Regions from separate parts of the Macaca mulatta genome. Here region 2 is linked to region 1. A link is a contact called in public Hi-C data. All regions are on one chromosome and are shown on one strand. The core of a region is the stretch at or near the end of the contact, and the rest is flanking DNA. Distances in the headings are between cores, read along the strand shown.

What was found. A called contact is a pair of places that touch in the nucleus more often than the background predicts.
Region 2: a contact with region 1 is called in a Hi-C map of fetal cortex germinal zone, with 4 times the contacts expected there. The contact joins the promoter of ZNF248 here to the promoter of LOC144331106 in region 1. A contact is called at or near these places in 3 of 14 Hi-C or Micro-C datasets (cortical neurons, fetal cortex germinal zone and liver).

The regions. Positions count from the first base shown.
Region 1 is chr9:52,357,071-52,362,578 of T2T-MMU8v2.0, reverse strand. It overlaps LOC144331106, which reads left to right and starts at 3,110. Exons shown (of 3, transcript XM_077946258.1): 1 at 3,110-3,707. The coding sequence starts at 3,123. The coding sequence ends at 3,665.
Region 2 is chr9:53,234,080-53,239,587 of T2T-MMU8v2.0, reverse strand. It overlaps ZNF248 (zinc finger protein 248), which reads left to right and starts at 2,901. Exons shown (of 4, transcript XM_077946261.1): 1 at 2,901-2,980.

The DNA of each region.
Region 1 (5,508 bases), core at 1,861-4,360:
ATATTGACGAAAGCTGCACCAGCAGCTCCTGGGGACGCGCTCAGTGGATGGCACCCAAAACCCCTGCATTTATCTCTTTGTGATAGTTTAAGCCCCTGCACCTGGAACTGTTTATTGTTTTGTAACTGCATTTGTAACCAATTACTTTTTTAACCTTTTGCCAGTTCTGCTTCTGTAAAAATTGCTTCAGCTAAAATCCCCCCTCCCCTATTTACACCACGGTATTAAAAAAAAAAAAAAAAAAAAAAAAACTAGCCCGTTCCTCAGAGACGAGAGAATTTTGGGCATTAGCTGCCTCTCAGTAGCTAATAAAGGACTCTGATTTGTCTCAAAGTGTGGCATTTTTCTATAACTCGCTTGGTCACAACACCACAAAGGACGGCTTGCAGGGCCATTCCAAAATATGACAAAGAAACATGTTTTGGGGGTAAAATATTTTATTTTCTTCCTTGTCTCGTAATGTTATGCTAGAGTCAGGTTGAAAAGTAAGTCACATTATGTAGGGTTAAATAAAACCCATGTGAATCTATGGTTTGTAGGGCATAACTCCTGAGACCCCTTAGATAGAAATTTGGGTAAGATAAAAAAATCAGAGTTTAGTCCTCAGTTCCTTGCTATTCCCTGAGGTTGTTTCCTGAGGAAGTTAAAAATTATTTTATCAAGTAAAACAAAACTAAGCTCCCCATTAAGATTTATTTAAATTTGATTGAAATTGTGTTAAATTTTATAGTTTTCTGTAAGGGTAAATATTAAACATAAAAATTTGGGCTGGGCGCTCATGCCTGTAATCCCAGCACTTTGGGAGGCCGAGGCGGGTAGATCACGAAGTCAGGAGCTCAAGACCAGCCTGGCCAAGAAGGTGAAATCCCGTCTTTACTAAAAATACAAAAAAATTAGCTGGGTGTGGTGGTGGGCGCCTGTAATCCCAGCTACTCAGGAGGCTGAGGCAGAGAATTGCTTGAACCTGGGAGGCGGTGGTTGCAGTGAGAAGAGACCATGCCACTGCATCCTAGCCTGGGCGACAAAGGGAGACACTGTCTCAAAGAAAAAAACAAAACAAAAAACAACTGAATTTTTCTTCTTGCAAAAAGGGAAAAAGACCTTTCCTCCTCTCTTTTCTTACAGCATTTCCTTAAGAAAACTTGTAATTTTTTGTTTGTTTGTTTGGAGACGAGTCTCCCTCTGTCGCCAGGCTGGAGTGCAGTGGCCGGATCTCAGCTCACTGCAAGCTCCCCCTCCTGGGTTTAGGCCATTCTCCTGCCTCAGCCTCCCGAGTAGCTGGGACTACAGGCACCCGCCAACTTGTAATTTTAAATCCTTTCTCTGTCTCTGTGAGATTTAGCAAAACTTTTAAAAAAGTAAATAAGCTTCTTGCTAGTTTAACAGCCCAGGAAGGTCTTTCTTAATGGCCTTGGGTCATGTCTTTGAAATGTAAGCATCAAGGAAGATCGCACCCCATCTCCCTGCCTCTGTGGTAAACTCCCAGGCTCCTGCCTACCTGTTATTAACTACCTGCGTGTCATAGAGACACCAGAAACTTTACTTTTCATTTGCATAACGGCAATTAACTAACACTGATGGCTACCCTAATTATCACTTGAATTTCAGATGAATTATGCATAGCAAATGGTGTTGTACAGTCGTCTTGAGGACACGTTATCTTTTACCATGAGAAAATGGAATGCGTTATACCAGAATGGCTAATATAAAAAAAGATAGTTCTTCCTGTCTTCGTAAACTCATTAGTGGGCTGCGTGTGACGCACATAGCAGTCTGGTTTAATGTTTATTCAATAATGTAACTGTTTTGTCCTTTTCTCCATCTGTGGAGAGAATTTTCTGGATTGGCAAGAGGCTTTATTTTAAATTATTTCCTCAACACCTCGCATCCAGAAAAGTGGTGTGTGTGTGTGTGTGTGTGTGTGTGTGTGTATGTATTATGTGTGCATATTTTTTGTATATATATATGTGTGTGTTTATACACATGACTATACATACATATTTTTTCTAGATGATTCTACATATTTTAATATAATAAAGTTATTGACCAGGAAATAATTTGTTTTACATATACAGCCAAGTCCTCTTTCTGTATCCGAGGGGGAATTAGTTCCAGGACCTCCCTGGATTACTCAAATCCAGGGATGTTCAAGTCTTTGGTAGAAAATAACCTGGTATTTGCATAACCTACACACCTCCTCCCCTATACTTTAAATTACGTCTAGATTAATTGTAAACCTAACACAATGTAAATACTATGTAAATACTTTTACTGTATTGTTTAGAGTATGACGAGGGGAAAAGTTTGTACCTGCTCAGTAAGATATAATATTTTAAACCATTTCTTTTTTTTAGAGAAGGTCTCACTGTGTTGCACAGGCTGGTCTCCAACTCCGGGCCTCCAGTGATCCTCCCAGGTGGCTGAGATCACAGGCACAAGCCATCCCCGCCCAGATCATTTTTAAGTATTTTCAATCCGAGCTTAGTTGAATCCATAGATATGGACCCCCGGGATAAGGAGGGACGACTATATGTATTTCTTAGTGAAATGATAGTCATGATATTCTATACAATTAGATTAAAACTTGTGTAAATTCATGAGAAGGATGTACACCTAACATTACGCGCTTTTGCTTTTGGGAAGTGGTATACTCGTTTTCTGTTTTAGCTTATACATACTTTGTAGTTTATTACGATTCGCGTATCGTTTGCACAATTGTCAAAGGTACCATTCCTAACAGGAAGCGGTTACAGGACATTATCCTTCATTACTCCACGTACTCCTGCACCCACCGAGTTCAATCACTTTAACAAAACTGCCCATCAGTGATCCCTGGAGCACCTCACGGGGGCCTTCTGTCTTCAAGCCCCGACGTGAGCAGTGCAGCGCTCCAGCCATCACTGAGCAAGGCCAGCGCCCGCTACAGGAAACCCGACAGCAATCACTCAGGCCGCTGGAGGAGGGCGCGCCTCACGACGTCATCCAAGATGGAGTCGCAGCCGGGCCTTCTGGGAAGCGTAGTTTTGGAGTAGGGCTCGGGGAACGTTCTGCGCATGTGCAATGCTATCTCCTTTCTGGAGTTGGCGTTTTTCGCGCTAGGGTGGGGAGAGGATGTTCTGCGCATGTGCAATGCCATCTCCTTTCTGGCGTTGGCGTTTTTGTCTTACGCCCTATGGTGGGGAGAGGACTCTGGTGCCCCCGGGTCGCGGCTAGGCCGCAAAGGGCGGGGCCTGGGCTCGGCGCAGGCCGGGAGCAGAGGCCGATCCCCTACAGCTGTGCCAAGGCCCTTGCGGGCGGGCAGGACGTGGGAGGCGGGATCTAGAGCCTGGAAGCCGCCTCCAGGCCCCGAAGCGGCCTCCGCGGAGGGCCCCGTGTGGGAGCCGCCTGGCTGGGAGGTTGGCCGTCTGCGCTGGCGCCCCTTCCGGGAATGGCGTTTGCGCTACCTGCTTGAGGGGCGGCCAAAGGAGGCTTGCAGTGGCGGGGCAGTGGGCGCCCAGAGCAGCCGCATGTATGACGTGAACCGGAGCCGCCACGTCAGGCGCGTTGGCCGCTGCAGACGCCGCGCTCAAAAGCCGCCGCGACGTGGGCTCCGGTCCTGCGTATGCAGGTGGTCCCAGGGCGGCTGGATGCCCATCTGGCAAATGATGGGGGCCTTTGGGTACTGAATAGGGTAGTAGATGTAAAGTATGATACAGAACTAAATAAAGGTGAGCTGCTTCTGTTACAAGACATGCTGTTTTCATTATTGGCTCATTTAATCATCGTAACCATTCTTTCGATTTAACCACCTCCATTTAAATGTGACTACTAAAGATTCAGAGAGAGAAATTCGTTTACCCACGGTATTAGCAGGTGGGATGTAAATCCTCACTTTTTTCTGCGAATTCATGCGCCTTCCCACACTAAAATCCAGTCTTGCCTTGTATTTAGCACAGCATTTGTCCCTTGAGCACCACCAGAATGTAGCTGTGGAGTGTACTGAACCCAGTCTTAACCACGTAGTGTTCTGTTTCCAAAAATGCTTGGGGGAATCTTCAGAGCCCTTGAATCAAAAGGTTAATTATTTAAGGCCTTCCTGCATCCTTAAACCTTAGTTTCTTCTTAGAGGACTGTGAAACCTGTAAATTGAAACCACAATTTGAGCCCTCAATTTTGCATTTTACAGAAGCTGGGAATCCCATCCATCCCAGACGCTAGTTTCTGAAGAGAGGAAATGGGTCAAAGAATTTTTTTTAAAGATGAAAACTGCAGTTCATCAGTTCCACAATTTTATGGTGGTGATATAATACTTCTCATTGGCTGATAACTGAGCTTAGGTATTTTCTAAGCACTATGCTAGCTGGAAGTGGTTTTTGCTGCTTATTTTAGTTTTTCTTTTTTTTTTTTTTGGTACATAATGTACATATTTGTGGGGTACATGTGATATTTTGATATATGCATACAATGTGTGATCAAATACAGTATCCACCACCTCATTTCTTTGTTTTGTGAATATTCCAAATCTTCTAGCTACTCTGAAACACACAATAAATTATTGTTAACACTTGTCACCATACTGTGCTATTGAACACTAAGACTTATTCCTTCTACCTATTTTTGTACCTATTAACCTCTCTTCATGCCTCGCTCCCTGCTTCCCTTCGCAGCCTCTGGTAACCATCATTCTACTTCCTACCTTCATGAGATCAACTATTTTAGCTCCCATGTATGAGTGAGAGCATGATATTTGTCTTTCTGTGCCTGGCTTATTTCATGTAACATAATGTCCTCCAGTTCCATCTTTGTTGTTTCAATGACAAAATTTCATTCTTTTTATGGCTGAATAATACTCCATTGTGTATATATACCACAATGTTCATTACCTATTCATGCATTGATGGGTACTTAGGTTGATTCTGTATCTTGACTATTGTGAATAGTGCTACGATAAAAATGGGAGTGCAGAGATCTCTTCAATATACTGATTTCCTTTCTTTTGAATATATACATAGCAGTGAGATTGCTGGATCATATGGTAATTGTGTTTTTTATTTTTTGAGGAACCTCCATACTGTTCCACAGTGACTGTACTAGTTTACATTGCCACCAAGAGTGTATGAGGGTTCTCCTTTCTCCATATCCCCCAGCATTGCTTTTTTGTTTGTTTGTTTGTTTGTTTGTTTTTGCCTTTTTTATAATAGCTATTTTAAGGGGTAAAATGATATCCCATTGTGGTTTTGATTTGCATTTGTCTGATGATTAGTGATGTTGAACATTTTATCATATACCTATTGGCCATTTATATGTCTTCTATTGTGAAATGTCTGTTCAGATCATTTGCTCAATTTTTTTAAATCAAATTTTTTGTTTTCTGGCTATTGAGTTCCTTATATATTCTGGTTATTAATTCCTTGTGAGATGGGTGGTTTGCAAATATTTTCTCCTATTCTTTAGGTGTCTTTTCACTGTGATTGCTTACTTTGCTGTGCCGAAGCTTTTTAGTTTGATGTAATCCCATTCATCTATTTT
Region 2 (5,508 bases), core at 1,652-4,151, 880 kb before region 1:
GGTTGCGATTCCTTACATCGGCCCTAAAGGTAGGGAGGCAGCCTCAGTACAAATTTAAATTAATTTAATACTTGTAATCATGGTCAATCAACCAGTAAAAAGTCATGTTGATATCATGCCATCTGATATCACACTATGGGAAAGCCACATACTGTTTGTGGGGTGCTTCCTAAAAATTCACAACCTCAATCTAATCAGGAGAATGTTACCACCTAACTGGGTTATTCTTGGCTGCTGCCTAGAAAAAAGCCAATAAACTGAGAACGATAAGATTGCAGCACAAAAAGAATTTAATAATTGCAGGGTGGCCAAGCAAGTAGGATAAGAGACAATTCTCACATCTACCTTCCTGAGAATTTGGAGGCTACAGCTTTTCAAGGATGAAAAACTTTGAACCTCTCTAGCCTTCTGCCCACCAGGAGGCTAGAGAATGGGGAATGCTGATTGCGCGGGTCAGGGATGAAATCACAGTGGTGTTAACTGTCTTCTTGGGCTGAATCAGTTCCTGAAGGGGGTCACAGGATCAGCTGAGTCCATTTTTTGCTGTGGGTTACTGGTCCCAGTGGCACCAGTTGGTCCATCAGAATGTAAAGTCTGAAAAATATTTCAAATACTAGTTTTAAGTTTTACAATAGTGACATTATCTATAGGGACAATTGGAGATGTTATAAATCTTGTGACCACTGGCTATGTGACTCTGGAGTAGTAAGCAGTCACAAAAAGGCAGGTTATAAAGCAATAACTGGTTAGGTTTATGCCTACATCTTACAGAATTCAGGTCCCTATCATAATTCTAAACTTGTGGACTTCCACTAGTTTTACAAAGGTGTTTTTTGTCCCCAAACAAGGAGGGGGTTAGTTTCAGGAACGGATCATTATCATTCTTGTTTTAAAGTTAAACTATAGGCTGGGTGTGGTGGCTCATTCCTGTAATCCCAGCACTTTGGGAAGCCAAGGTAGGAGGACTGAAGTCAAGAGAGCATGCTTTCGTCTCCACATCAAGGTCATGAAAGACAAGGTAAGAGCAAGAAACTATTATAAATTGGCCAAGGCTAAGACATGACAAGTAAATGTACTGTGATATTGAGAGACAGGACTAGCTGGATTTCCTAGGCCAAGAATCCCTAAGCCTAGCTGGGAAGGTGACCACATCCCCCTTTAAACATGGGGCTTGCAACTTAGCTCACACCTGACCAATCAGGTAGTAAAGAGAGCTCACTAAAATGCTAATTACGCAAAAACAGGAGGTAAAGAAATAGTCAATCATCTATTGCCTGAGAGAACAGCAGGAGGGACAATAAGCCAGATATAAATCCAGGCATTCCAGCCCACAAGGGCTACCCTCTTTGGGTCCCCTCCTTTTGTATGGGAGCTGTTTTCACTCTATTAAATATTGCAACTGCACTCTCTTCTGGTACGTGTTTGTTATGGCTCCAACTGAGCTTCATCCATCACTGCTGTTTGCCGCCTTTGCAGACCCACCCGCTTTCTTCCATCCCTCTGGATCCAGCAGGGTGTTGGCTGTGCTCCTGATCCAGTGAAGCGCCCACTGCCGCTCCCGAGTTGGGCTAAAGGCAGGTCATCTGCTGTGCTCCTGATCCAGCGAGGCGCCCACTGCTGCTCCAGTCTGGCTAAAGGTTTGCCATTGTTTCTGCACAGCTAAGTCCCGGGTTTGTCCTAATGGAGCTGAACACTAGTCACTGGGTTTCAGTTCTCTTCCATGACCCACGGCTTCTAATAGAGCTATAACACTCACTGCATAGCCTAAGATTCCATTCCTTGGAATCTGTGAGGCAAAGAAACCCAGGTCAGAGAACACGAGGTTTGCCACCATCTTGGAAGTGGCCAAGCACCATCTTGGGCGCTCTGGGAGCAAGGACCCCCGGTAACAATATCCTTGATTGGATGCTGGAACAGAAAAAGGGCATTAGTGGAAGAACTGCTTAAGTCTGAATAAACTCTGCAGTTTATACCCGTGGTATTTTCTTAGTTTGATAAATATACCATGGTCATGTAAAATACTAACGCTAATAGAATCTGGGTGAAAGGCATATGGGAACTATCTTTGCAACTCTTCTGTAAATCTGAAATTATGAGCAAATGAAAAGTTTTAAAAAAATGGACAATGACCAAGGAGTTGATTTTTTAAATGAAAAGTTGTAACACACCCATATGCTCATAGTGTGCTGAAAATGCCAGATATGCACATGAAAGAATGTATGCGTAGTTTTGGGTAAAATAAGAGCGTGCTTTTTCTTCAAATACGTTACTCAAACAGCTTTTTTTTTTTTTTTTTTTTAAACATATAAACAATTTTATGTTTGGGTCTTGAATTGCTAGCTTCTATTTTTCCTTATTCCAGAGAATAACCATACTGGTCACAGACGTTATTCTCTTCTAGTCTTTCAGTTAAACATTAACATGCATGTTCGTGAATGAATTCAAGCACACCTTTCCTTCTCCTGGCTTGTGTCTAAAAGGCACATTGGTTTGATCCACAACCTCTGGGGGTACTGACAGAATCCTGGTTCCAAGCAAGAGTGGGTAACTGAGACAGTAATCTCTCAACCCACTAAACAAGGCTGTTTTGTAGGAAAGCCTCATTTATGATGACCAGCATGATACAAAATGGGGAATCTTGAAAAATATACTGAACAATGTATGTGTCAGACACCGGTTTAAGTGCTTTTACAACGTAAGCGCCTCCAATTCTCATAAAACTCCTACTAGCTAGGCACTATCATTAGCCTCATTTTACAATTGAGGGCTGCGGCCAGAGCAGACCAACAGCCTCCTGGGGCTTCGCTTCTAGGAGGTAGCGCCGCTTCCATGCCCCGCAGCCACCAGCCTAACTCGGGCGCTCGGCCGCTCCCTCTGCGCATGTGCATCCCCGCCTTCCCCTTCTGGCGTGTCCTTCCTCGGCCTCCAGTCCGTTGTGGGAAACCCCTCGCCTCCGGGTCCACGCGGCGAGAAGCGGCGGGTGAGCCCCGGAGTACTGGGCGAGGGCCAGGGGGTCCCCGCGCTGCCCCAAAGGCGGGCGGGCAGCGGCTATAGCTCGAAGGTGGGGAGGGATCCCTGGCGCCTGCGGCGTTGAAGGGACCGTGGGGCAAGGGCGTCTCTATCATAAAAGGATGAGGTCTGGCGTGGGAACGTGAGTTCCGGGGCTCGCGGGGGTCCTTATGCGTCAAGTCCCTGCGCCTGGCCTCCAGCTGAGTCTTGTAGCAGCGAATGGATAGTGCGCGTTAGCCCGAAGGGGAGGGAACTGGCTCCGGGGGGCGGGGGGAACAGCCCGCGTGCGTAGCGTGTGACGTTTGCCGTGCGCGTGCGCATGGCGTTTGATATCTGCGTGTGTGCTTTTTGTGCGCTGGGCCCGCGGGGAGGGGGCGGGGCTGCGGGGGAGAACGACTGCGCCGGGTGCGCGACAAATGAATTAGACACAATTACCCACGGGAGACTCGGTTTTCCTCTCTGTAAATTGCGGATATCTGGAATACTTGCCGCCTTGGGTTGTTTTGAGCACTTTCGTTGTTTAGGTGCTGTATTTACTGGGTGTGCGTTTCCTGGGAGAGTCCGCCTGCACCGGCCCCAGGGCCTCTGCGGGTGGAGTGCAGGAGCAAAGGGGCTGGCCTAGCTGCCCACCAGGGCCCCTTCTGGCTCTGACCGCCCTCGTATCCCAAGTAATTATTTACACGTTGCGCGTTCGTTTATGTATTATGTGTAATCATGGCACAGTATCCTGAAGCCGTCGGAGTCTGTGTGCCGGTGCAAGGTCTGGGACAAGTTTAAGAAGAGAGAGGTGAGCTGGAGTTGAGGGGTGGGCGCGCAGGCTAACAGGAGTGTCACCTCTGGAGAGTCTGAGGGTAGGGACGGGTGAAAGGCTCACGGCCACAGCGAAGGAAATGCTGTCATCACCCCTCCGCGAACACCCGGCACATCCAGATGAACTGCTGAGCTTCCTCCTCTCCTGGCCTGATACCCCGCCGGATGGTAGTGCAGGCAGGTCCTACTTGGGTTATCTGTTTTGATCTTATTTGAAAACGGGAAAACAAAACTGAGTTTGAGGAGGTGACTAGTTCAGATCTTGTCATTCGTTAGAGGCAGACTGAGATTAGAAGTCAAGTCTGCAGTTTCCCTAGCCACTGCTTCCTATTTTGTTGCTCTATGTCACAGTTTCTCATTAAAAGATCCTTTTGAGGAATTGTTAGCAAGTTAGAACATTTTTAAACTTGGTTAAACACCGCATCCCTTTTTTTAGAGGTTTTTTGCATTGTCTGACCTCAGGGCGTTAATGGTGTTAACAGGTAAATAGGTAAACAATATGGCCTGAATTTTTTTTTTCCCTACAAGGAATTTTGACAAACCCATAGTGTTTCTTCCTTTAGATTATTGTTACTTGTTAAACTCATCTTTTCATGTTTTTAATTTTTCTGTGTCACAGAACCTAAATTGGTAATAAATCAGTAAGAAATATTTACATTCACTCAGTGAAAAGTGTCATGTCTGAGCTCAGTATATATCGGAGCCACACATGGACACGTAAGTATCTTGTGTGTGGAGCTGTATAGGCAGGTGAATCTCCGAACTGCAAGGCTGGCCAAGGCTCTCCTGACATTCTTCCTTTCTAATCCTTCAGCTCTCCCTCCTCCACTAAGAGCAGAAAATGAACAAATCCCAGGTGAGATTCTTGTTTCTTTATTCCCAGTTTGTTTTAAAATGGATTTCTGAAGTTTATAAGGATTTATGTTTTGAAAATGGAAAAATAGAAATAGGCAAAAATTGACATTAAGGGAAATAAAACTGAAGTAGCAAATCCAAAATAGTGCAGTTGGCAAATCAGATGCAGGATTTTTAATTTTGCAGAATTATCCAAATTATTGTAATGTTATCTGTGATTGTTCTAATAAAAATTCTGAAATAAATGCAGTAAGTTGTCTAGAAGTGTTTCTTGGTAGAAACAAAGAATACAGTTACAGAGCAAAACTCAGTGCATATGCTTTTCAGGAGACCAGACACTGAGGTTTGATGGTCCTGCTTGATCCAGGAATAAAACCTTGACGATGTGGAGGAATGGAAGGACTGCAAGTCCTCAGAACAGTTTCCCCTAACTCTTTGTGTCAGCTTGTTCTTATTTCTAGGTTGAATCACTGACAGTTCCGACTTGTTTCTGTGTTTTTCATTTGTGTTTCAATCTGATGAATGCAACCTTGTTCCCTCACCTAAACTCACCTGAATCAGTTCTGGCAAAGGCCACCAAATCATAATCAAGGCCAGTGGATGTTTTTGCCTTTGTGTTACTTCCCTGGTCTGCTGCATATATTGTTAACCATGGTCTTTGTTTGGAGAGTCTCCTCTGTTGGTGTGTATAATGCCACCCTCTGAACTGTCCTTTCCTAACTTTGATTCCCTCCCTAGTCGTCATGAAGGCATCTTTTCTTTTTGCTCCAGGCATTGCTTTTCCTTGTGTTTCCATCCTTAGCCTACTTAGGTTCTTCTTGATCTGTTTTTCCT